2 separate regions of the Rattus norvegicus genome follow, and region 2 is linked to region 1. The links are chromatin contacts, called in public Hi-C maps. All regions are on one chromosome and are shown on one strand. Each heading gives the region's core, a stretch centred on a gene start, on an enhancer-like site or on the middle of the called end of the contact. The rest is flanking DNA. Distances are from core to core; before and after follow the strand shown. Region 1 holds the start of Ptger3 (prostaglandin E receptor 3). Region 2 overlaps Ptger3 (prostaglandin E receptor 3).

Region 1 (5,154 bases), core at 176-2,675:
GTGAGAGAAGATGCACTTATGCCTCGAAAAAGATTTGAGGCCCCCCGGGAGTGGGGAGGTCTGGTGGGGTAGGGGTTGGGGGTAGGGACATCCTTTTGGAGGAAACAAAACAAAACAAAACAAAACCAAACCAAAAAACTCTTTAATATAGAATAGTGCATGTTAGCCTTTTAGCCACTAGAGGGGAGTGTTGTTTCAGATGAACTAAGGCAGATAGCAAAGGAACCAACAGGAAATCAACCAGAAGAACCTACAAGTTACTTATTTGCAAGCTTAACAGCTAAAACGTAGATAACTCTGACTGGAAAATGCCTCAAGAAGGGAAGGGTTTCTGAAACTTTGTTAAGAGATTAACCATCTTTGTCAACACAAGTTCTCATGGTGGGCATTCTCAGTAAGCGTTAGGGCGCTGGGAAATGCTAGCCACTCAAAGGAAGACCTGATTTGGGATTCCCAACACCTGAGTAAAATAAAGCTGGCTGCTGGGCTGGGGTGTGCGAGGCCTTACCAGGCTGGTGGGAGTCACAGTGGAAGATACCCGATGCTGAAGTCTGACCTCAATGTAAATATGCTCAGACTCACACTCACATAACACACACACACACACACACACACACACACACACACACACACACACACTGGGGTAGAACATAGAGAGGGAGACAATAATGTAAATAAGTCAGTTAATAAATATACAATTCTTTGATATAACTAAGAATTTTTCTTTGATGTATGAATTCCAAAATGCTCTTAAAATTTAAATATATCATTACACTGGAATGCCTCAGTGAAAATGTGAATTTGATATGTGCTCTCACCTGTGTGCTTACTTGGTTTTGGTTTTGCACTTTTAAACTGACATTATCCTAGAAAAATACTTTACCAATATGAGTTTGGAATTAGTCCAAAGTAAATAAGGCAATAGTTTGAGGAAGACAAGACACAAGCTTATCTCTATTCTTTCCCAGCTGTGGGTATCTATCTATCTAAATTATATACTATATAGAAAAATATATAAAGTAAAAAATATATTTCCTAAATTATATATATATATATATATATATATATATATATATATATATATCAACTTCAATGATAGCCAAACATGAGAAGAAATCAGCATTGCGATTCACGCAGATACTAATATGTCAGATTTCGCCTATCATGTATCATGTAACATGTTACAGTATCATGTAACCCAAAGGCTGTTGAGCACTTTACAGAGTCCCAGAGTTGAAGAGGCAGCCTAGGGGGCGCGGCGCCAGGTAATCCCGGCTGACACCGCCCTTTGCCTGCCCACTCGCGGCACCGCCCCTCGAGCTCCAAGGCGCGGGAGGAGCCTCGCGCGGCGTCGGGCGACGCCTGTCCAGTCCCCGCAGCCTAGCGCGGGCGGCGGCGGGCGATGGAGAGCAGAGCCCCGGGCCCCGCCGTCCTCCAGCGCGCTCCGCTGCAACCCCGCAGCTGAGCCCAGAGGCTCCGGCCCTGTGCGCCCTACCGCGGCCCCGCCACTATGGCCGGCGTGTGGGCGCCGGAGCACTCGGTTGAAGCGCACAGCAACCAGTCAAGTGCTGCCGACGGCTGCGGCTCTGTGTCCGTGGCCTTCCCCATCACCATGATGGTCACTGGCTTCGTGGGCAACGCGCTGGCCATGTTGCTTGTGTCGCGCAGCTATAGACGCCGGGAGAGCAAACGCAAAAAGTCTTTCCTGCTGTGCATTGGCTGGCTGGCGCTCACCGACTTGGTGGGGCAGCTCCTGACCAGTCCGGTGGTCATCCTCGTGTACCTGTCGCAGCGACGCTGGGAGCAACTCGACCCATCGGGGCGCCTGTGCACCTTCTTCGGGCTGACCATGACAGTGTTCGGACTGTCCTCGCTCTTGGTGGCCAGCGCCATGGCCGTGGAGCGCGCCCTGGCTATCCGTGCGCCGCACTGGTATGCCAGCCACATGAAGACTCGCGCCACGCGCGCGGTACTGCTGGGTGTGTGGCTGTCTGTGCTCGCCTTCGCGCTGCTGCCTGTGCTGGGCGTGGGCCGCTACAGCGTGCAGTGGCCCGGCACGTGGTGCTTCATCAGCACCGGGCCGGCGGGCAACGAGACTGACTCTGCGCGGGAGCCGGGCAGCGTGGCCTTTGCCTCCGCCTTCGCCTGTCTAGGCTTGCTGGCTCTGGTGGTGACCTTTGCCTGCAACCTGGCGACCATCAAAGCCCTGGTGTCCCGCTGCCGGGCCAAAGCCGCCGCCTCGCAGTCCAGCGCCCAGTGGGGCCGGATCACCACGGAGACGGCCATCCAGCTTATGGGGATCATGTGTGTACTGTCCGTCTGCTGGTCGCCGCTATTGGTAAGTAGTTGGTACAGTGGGAACTTGTAGCGAGCGGTAAATGGAGGGAGACTTTCTGCTGCTCTTGCAGCCCAGGGTTGCAGCCTCCAGTCAAGTGCCTCAGCCGCTTGTGAAGCTTCCAAGAGCCAGTTGAGTCCGCCCTGGCTTGCCAGGCGCTTGTGAAGATTCGAACAGCCTGCGCACAGAGGTGAGCAGACGTTGCTCAAGCCAGTGCAGACTGACTTTGCCCTTTGTGTTTTGAATGGAGATGTGATGACAACTCAAGCCCAACTTGTGTTTTAGTTTTAATCCCGCTGAGACAGTTCGGTACCTGAGAGCCAGGCAAGTCTGCGCTCCTACACCTTCAGCCACACGGTTACCCCATCCTCTCCAGCGATTTCTTGGCACGCTGTCGCTCTGTGCCAGCGCTAAAGGTTCTCAGGTAGCTACTGTCTGCAGGGAGGGGCGGAAGGCAGAGTTGCTGCAGCCCCTAGGAAGCCGGTAGGTAGTGTGTACACCGAAGTGGAGGACTCTCCAATAACAAACCCCCCCACACACACACACAATAACACCATCACCTTTTGGTGAGTGGTCACTGGGGTCTTGTGCCCCACCCCCATCCTTATGGAGGGAATGTCAGATCTTTGCAATTCCAGGGACAGGAGGTAAGGGTTTCTTGGTCCTTGGTTCCCCCCATGCTATCCATCACAGAACTACCCAGAGGAAGCTGTGCTTCCGCATGCTCCCTATCCCCAACTCTCACATGGTGCTTTTGAGGTTTTCTTCTGTAGCACTTGTAGCTAGAAACTTCTGTGGATAAGTGTGGTTTGCTAATTCTTGAAGAATGGATGCTTACTTAGGACTCATAGAGCCTGGCTTAATGTGCAGAGCAGCATCCCCATAGTGCAGCACAGTTATCAACCATTACATAGTAGACTCGATCCTCTCCCTCTCCCTCTCCCTCTCCCTCTCCCTCTCCCTCTCCCTCTCCCTCTCCCTCTCCCTCTCCCTCTCCCTCTCCCTCTCCCTCTCCCTCCCCCTCTCTCTTTCCCTCTCTGTTCTCTTTTCCCTCCCCTTCTCTGATCCCCTCCTCCTCTCTGTTCCCCTCCCCCTCCTCTTAGCTCCTTCACCCTCTCCCTCTCCCTCTCCTATCCCCCTCTCGATTCTCTTTCTCTCACACACATCATTTAACAAATTTGTCATTTCAACCATTTACATGTACAGTTCAGTGAGGTCAGGGACATCATATTTATGTGCCACATGAGGTTAAATCTGCCTTGAAATGGTTGTGTGGTTCTTCTTTTTACCCACTCTCCCTGATTATGACAAACCTTAGAGATCCCCCGTGGTGACTGGCCTGGGGTGATACAGATAGGACAGCACTGCTGGGACCTAACTGCCCACAAGTGACTGAGTGGTCACTGTTCTCTAGTAGCTGGAGCACGGGCTGATGTCATCACCATGTTTACCAGAACCAGCACCAATTTTAGACATTTACTGCTGTGGTTGAAGAATGGGGTGTAGGTAGCCAAGCAGAGGGAAATGAAGCTCCCAGAATAAACACTTCACTGAACCAGCATGGCTTTAGAGGCAGTGTCCCGGCATAGCACAACTGTCAGGAGTCCTGCCCTTAGGGCCAGAGCATAAAGATGCCCATGAAACACAGAATGGGGTGGCTGTATAGTTGGGTGATCCCAATGTGTTGTATTTTAGCTAACACTTTATACATTCATTTTTTATAAAACAATGAAAATGAATTCAATATGAGATCGTATCGGAGGAGAAATTCAGTTTCAAAATAGGTGTTTTTGTTTCTTCATGTGTACATGTATGTGTGCTGTACATCCATGTGTGTGTGTGTGTGTGTGTGTGTGTGTGTGTGTGTGTGGAGGTGTGCACAGGCACTGTTGTGTGCTTTTGCATGTTGTGCCTAGAGGCCGAGGTTAAGTGTCTTCTTTGATCATGCTTCATCTTATGTACGGGACAAATTCTCTCACTGAACCTCAGGGCTCTCTTAATGTGTCAGTTAAGCTGGCTGGCTTGCTCCAGGGATCTCCTTTTCTGTTTCCCTTCTACTCTGATTTCAGGGTTACCGTGGCCACCACACTTACCCAACACTTTATCTAGGTGCCAGTGATCCAAACTCCAGTCCTCATATTGTGACAAATGCTTTACCGACAGAGCCTTCTTCCCAGTCTAGGAATAGGCACATTTTAAGAACTGGTTGCAATTTCTTTGATGTACCACTAAAATACATAGCAGCACATTGTCAGAAAGAGCTGTGGTGCAAACTTGACATTTCCATTACAAAGACACGAACAGAGTCCTTACCTTAGTAGGTAAGGAGGCTACAAGAACCCCACGACCTGCGTTTTTACTGGTAAATGCCAACATGAGAAATGGCATTTGCACATTTTCTAACTGCAAGAAAAAGTAAAAATGTGGACTTCCTACTGTCTTTGGAGGAGTTAACATAGGATACTAATTTAGTATTCATATTCTGCTTGGCTGTAAATTTGTTTTGAAGTCCCTCTGATAATAATTGTTACTGTAACAAAAAAAAATGGTTGTTCTCTTACACTTGTAAGAAGAGAAAGGACACCTGTTCCACCTCACAGAAAAAAGCACAGCTTCTGTCCCTTTCCACCACACTCGTTCCCAGGCAGAGCACCAAGGCACCTTTTTCTCCCAGAAGCTTTGCAGATTACAAGATGTGAAGCTGTCAAGGTGATGAAATCTGTAAGAAGTGTCCTGCTAGGTAGCTGGGCATTGTTTGGTCCATGTTAGGTATCAAATGACCATATCATTGGCATCAGACAGTTGAGTCAGCAACCCAC
Region 2 (4,618 bases), core at 853-3,352, 60 kb after region 1:
ACTAATCTATGGGTAAGGAGGTAAGAATTTGAAGGGCAATTTGATGTTAGGTCTGTTTAGCAGAATAATAATACTGATTCATCCCTGGGGCCTGTGAGCTCCTGAGAAATGGGTTCTTGGGCAGATTTACAGTTTCTGCAGAGAGGGCCTTAAATCTGTTCAGAATGTATTTGTTTACTCCCATGATATTTGTGCACCCCTGGGCACATCTTGCCAGGGAAGTCATTGTTTTAGCTACAGGGTGCACATCTGTAAAAAGTTGCTGCTGATTTTCCCCAGCAGCATTTATAGCATTGGGTACGGAAGCTATGAAGCCTGGTTCTTGACTATATAAGCAGTGCAATTGGGCAGGTGTCTGCTCCTGTCTATAAGTTAGAGATGAGAATAGATATATTTCCCCAGGTATCCAAAGGAAATGAGATAATATTTGTAGGGTGCACAGTAAGACCCTGATCCCTTACGACCAACATTCACACTAAATAACACCAATGCACCTGTAGACATGCCTTCATGGTAATTTCAGGAGTGATATTAGTAAATTGTGGCCTATGATAATAGCAAAATAGCAATATGCTAATCACTTATGGTCACAGAACTCATAGTTATTGAGTCATTTAGACATCTGCAATTTTGTTTTATCAGAACAATTTTTACAGAGAAATAAATTAAAAGGAGGGGTAATATATCAACCCGCTGAATGTACTATAAATATATAAAAGTGTTACTTGCCTATTAAAATAAATAGGCTATAAAGGAAAGTAACACTGAGAGCAGTGTTTGAGTCAGAATCTGCTCAGACACCCTCTCCCCATTTGTCTCTTCCCACTAAGCCCTCGTTTTCTCATTTGGAAAGCAAAGACTGTAGTTCCCCCAAAAGCCTTTGGTATGTCCACTATGCCCCAAACTGAACTGTTTTACTTTATCCAAAGCTAGCAGGAGTTAGGCTTAATCTCCTGTTCCTGGTGTCCAGAAGCTAGGGTCTCAGCCTCTCTGGAATGCTGGCAAACTGGATGTTCACAGCTCAGTTTCAAGTTCCTTAGTTTACATGTTCCCCTTAACTGGAGACTTCCTCCTTTTTCATGAAGTCCTTAGACTTCAATGCTTAGACTGCTAGCTTTTTCCTTCAGCCGAATTCAGAGTCAGTGGCTCTCCCCTCCGTGCTCAGTTACATCTGTGATGGTTTCTTACTACTCCCGCGTGTACTCCACCGCTGGACCTGCCTCTCACCCACCTCCCTCTAACCTCTCAAATAACGAACCACACCTTTAAGTTTGGTGGTCTGACCTGGCTTGTTTCCTCTCCTCCCCACAACCCCAGCTATATTCATGAAGGCTGTAAAGTAGAAGAAATTCTTAGCATCTGTAGAAAAATTCACTGAATAAAAGAACACTGTTACACATCAATAAGTACACGAGTATCTGGGGAGTCTGGCAGAAAAAATAATAGAGTTCACAAAGTTACTATAGTACTAGGAAGGGTCCTGTTCCAGTTCAGCAAGTAGTGACTCCACATGGCGTGGCTGTATCCCAGAACTTTTTAAAGTCCTGCTCACAGCATCATCAGTGACAGAAGTTTAGATCGAATGCATTCAGCTCACTGAGCACAGCCGTGCTCACACCCTCACGTCACATTTCAGAGGTAAGGTGAGGGGAGAACGTTCCTGTCCAGACTGTGTGTTCCTAAAAGAGCCTTAGCTGGGAAGCAGATAGCTGAGAGGAGCGCACCCAGACCAGAAGACAGGGGCGGCTGTGGCGAGCGAGCCGGAGCCTTGGCTTCATTCACACTGTCCACTGAGCCCTGGACTCGATACCCCTACGCCTCACCCACTCAGTGGTCCAGGTGTGAAGTCGGAGGCTGAGAAATCATTTCCCTTCCTGGAACCTTTTATGAAACCACCCGCGTGGCAAGGCTGAGATAGGCAGACACTTCCGGGGTATTTCCTGTTTCCATTCATAGTGACTCCCGGTCTTAGTCCTTTATTCACAGATCCAGTTCATACTGGGCTTCATTCTTTCTCCCTCTTATTGCTCTGCAGAGCATACAGGCTGCAAAGCCCGGAAGCCACCTGAACAGGCCTTCTAGTTCTCAGAGCCACAGGTCTTCCTGTACTCCTTACCTTTGACCGTTCATAGGTGCTGAGTCACAGACACATGACTGCTGCCGTAGCCTAACTGCACAAAATGTGGATTCTTCAAAAAACAGGTATAACACAGGAGTCGCCTGGCTCTTCAACCACCACGTAGTCTTCAACATCCTCTGCCGACACATTACTTTATATAGCAGACATCCTTTGTCCCTGACAGATGGTGAGGGGAGGTTAACAGGAGAAAGACAAAGGTACAGTAATGATACCAGAAACCAAGCAAATTCAAGATGTTTGTTCTACTATGAAGAAAGGAAGAGTGAAATTCTTAAAGAATATCTGGTTTGGGGGAAGAAAAAGTATATTCAGAGCTAAGATTCACATTCAGTGTTAGGAGAGGAAAAGATTTAATTATAGGGGACCTCTTATATGCCTTTGCTAATAGAATAAGCAAAGCTAATCCACTATACAGGGTGAACTTTTAAATTATTCCTTCAGTATCTGAGTTCTAACAAGAAACTGGTGAAAAAATGAAGCAAGTTCCTTCGCTTATGGAAGGCTCTCCTCTTTTCTGGTTTCTACTGGACTACAGTATGGAGAAGAGGGCATACTTTGAGACCTTGCAGTAAGGTGTGTCCATAGATTTCTGCAGCCAGATGGGCAATAGAGATCCCCAAGTCAAGGAGAGGGGCGCGCGTGTGTATGTGTGTGTGTGTGTGTGTGTGTGTGTGTGTGTGTGTGTGTGTACACATGCATGTGCACCTTGGTGTCTGTATATGTGTCTATATGCATCTGTGTGTCTCTTTGTGTATGTTCACTTGACTATGTGTATCTGTATATGTGCCTCTGTATGTCTGTGTGAATACCTATGTGCCTTTGCATATATATGCCTGTGTGTGCATGTGTGTGTCTGTATGTATCTCTGTGTGTGCCCGTGTATGTGTCTGTGTTTGCTTGTCTGTGTATGTATCTTTATGTATATGAGTGGGTAGATAGAGGGTGTTAAGGACAGTTTAAGTCAGGTGGCTGTCATGATTAAAGTAATCACAAGGCAGTTGGAAGGGAGCCCCGGAAATCAACCGGAGTTCTCTATCATAGACTGCAATAGACTGCAATGTTCTATTTCTCTTTGAGACAGATTTTTTTTCATACCTTCACTGTCTGTGGAGGGGAAATCACATCGTATTTTATTCTGCTACATTTTATTTGCTATCCTGCAAACTCTTCAGGGATAAAGATATATGTTCTCATCAGCTCTCTGTTGACTATCTGTGGATGGGGCCCATGAATGTTGATTTCAGTAATCCAGGTCCATTCACTAGCAACAGAAGGTCCTTCAATGCTTTGTAGGCCTACAGCATTCTAATGCCAGTTCATAATTATTCAGTGCTACAAAATGAATGCTGTCCTGTGAGATGCCTGGGCGTTTGATTCTGGGTTGTAGGAAATGTGTTATGTCTCACTTTTAGATTTCAATCATTGTCACATATTTCAGTCAAGTAGTTTTTTTTCTAAATTAGCTAATAATTTTTCATTGTTTAAAAAAGATAATTATATTAGCCAGCTGCTCATTGCCAATGATAATTTTACAGTCTAAAATAGGGTCCAACACACACTATTCTTAAAACTCACAATTCTATAAGCAAAACTTCTCTACAGATTTATAAAAGTAAGAGTAGAAAGAAAAGAATGGCTGAAAGGATATATTTCCCTGATATGTAAATAAATGCTGTGCAGGTGGCCCAGGGCTGAGCTGGCCATCCCTTCTCATTCCTTGCCTCATGGTTCAATACAACTGAGTGAGTGTCAGCCATCAGTCTACTTTCTGCTGGGGAAGAGGAAGTAAAGAAAAGTGTACATCTCCTTCTTAAGACTATACAGAAGTCTCATTTCTTCTGCTTACATACGATTGTCCAGAATTTCATCACATGGCTACCTCTAACAGAGAGAGCAGGGAATGCAATGTATTAGTTGGTATCTAGCTAGTAATGTGCTCTTATACAAGGAAGGGGAGAGTGCCTGCTAGGGGCCACAAACCTTACGTACTGTGCTGGGGTTGAGTGACCTTGTGATGTCTGTTCTCTGTGTGAGTTATTTGGTGTCAGGGAATCTATTCACATCCCATCTGAGTTATAGTTATTGTGACTTTCAGAGTAAGAAATGCCAGGCAAGGGGCTGGAGAGATGGATCAGTGGTTAAGAGCACTGGGTGCTATTCCAAAGGGCCCAGGTTCAATTCTCAGCACCCACATGGCAGCTCACAACTGTCTGTAACTCCAGTTCTGATGGATCTGACACCCTCACACTGATGCACATAAAAACACTTAAATAAATTATTTTTTTTAAAAAGAAATGCCAAGCAATAATGATTTACTGCATTGTTTTGTATTTAAAACTGAGATGTCTCTTTTCTGACTAAGACTCTAGATATCCATGCTGGAGCTGATGTTGTGTTAGCCACATTTTTGGCTGATCCTATTACCCTAGAGAAATGTGGGTATACTGAGTTTAGATTCATCCTAATCCTTCAACTCAT

The links. Hi-C and Micro-C count contacts between places; a contact is called where the count stands out from the background.
Region 2: a Hi-C map of kidney shows a contact between it and region 1, with 4 times the contacts expected there. The contact joins the enhancer-like site here to the promoter of Ptger3 in region 1. A contact is called at or near these places in 4 of 12 Hi-C or Micro-C datasets (the A7r5 cell line, the Rat2 cell line, kidney and 1 more).

The regions. Positions count from the first base shown.
Region 1 is chr2:249,263,657-249,268,810 of GRCr8, forward strand. It overlaps Ptger3 (prostaglandin E receptor 3), which reads left to right and starts at 1,426. Exons shown (of 3, transcript NM_012704.1): 1 at 1,426-2,338. The coding sequence starts at 1,511.
Region 2 is chr2:249,323,244-249,327,861 of GRCr8, forward strand. All of the region lies in intron 2 of Ptger3 (prostaglandin E receptor 3), which reads left to right. Among named protein-coding and RNA genes, the nearest start is that of Ptger3, 60 kb to the left of the region's middle. Within about 2 kb of position 2,103, at least 4 of the 93 cell types and tissues checked have an H3K27ac peak or open chromatin away from gene starts, as enhancers often do. A contact at or near this core is called in kidney and liver, where this site is marked.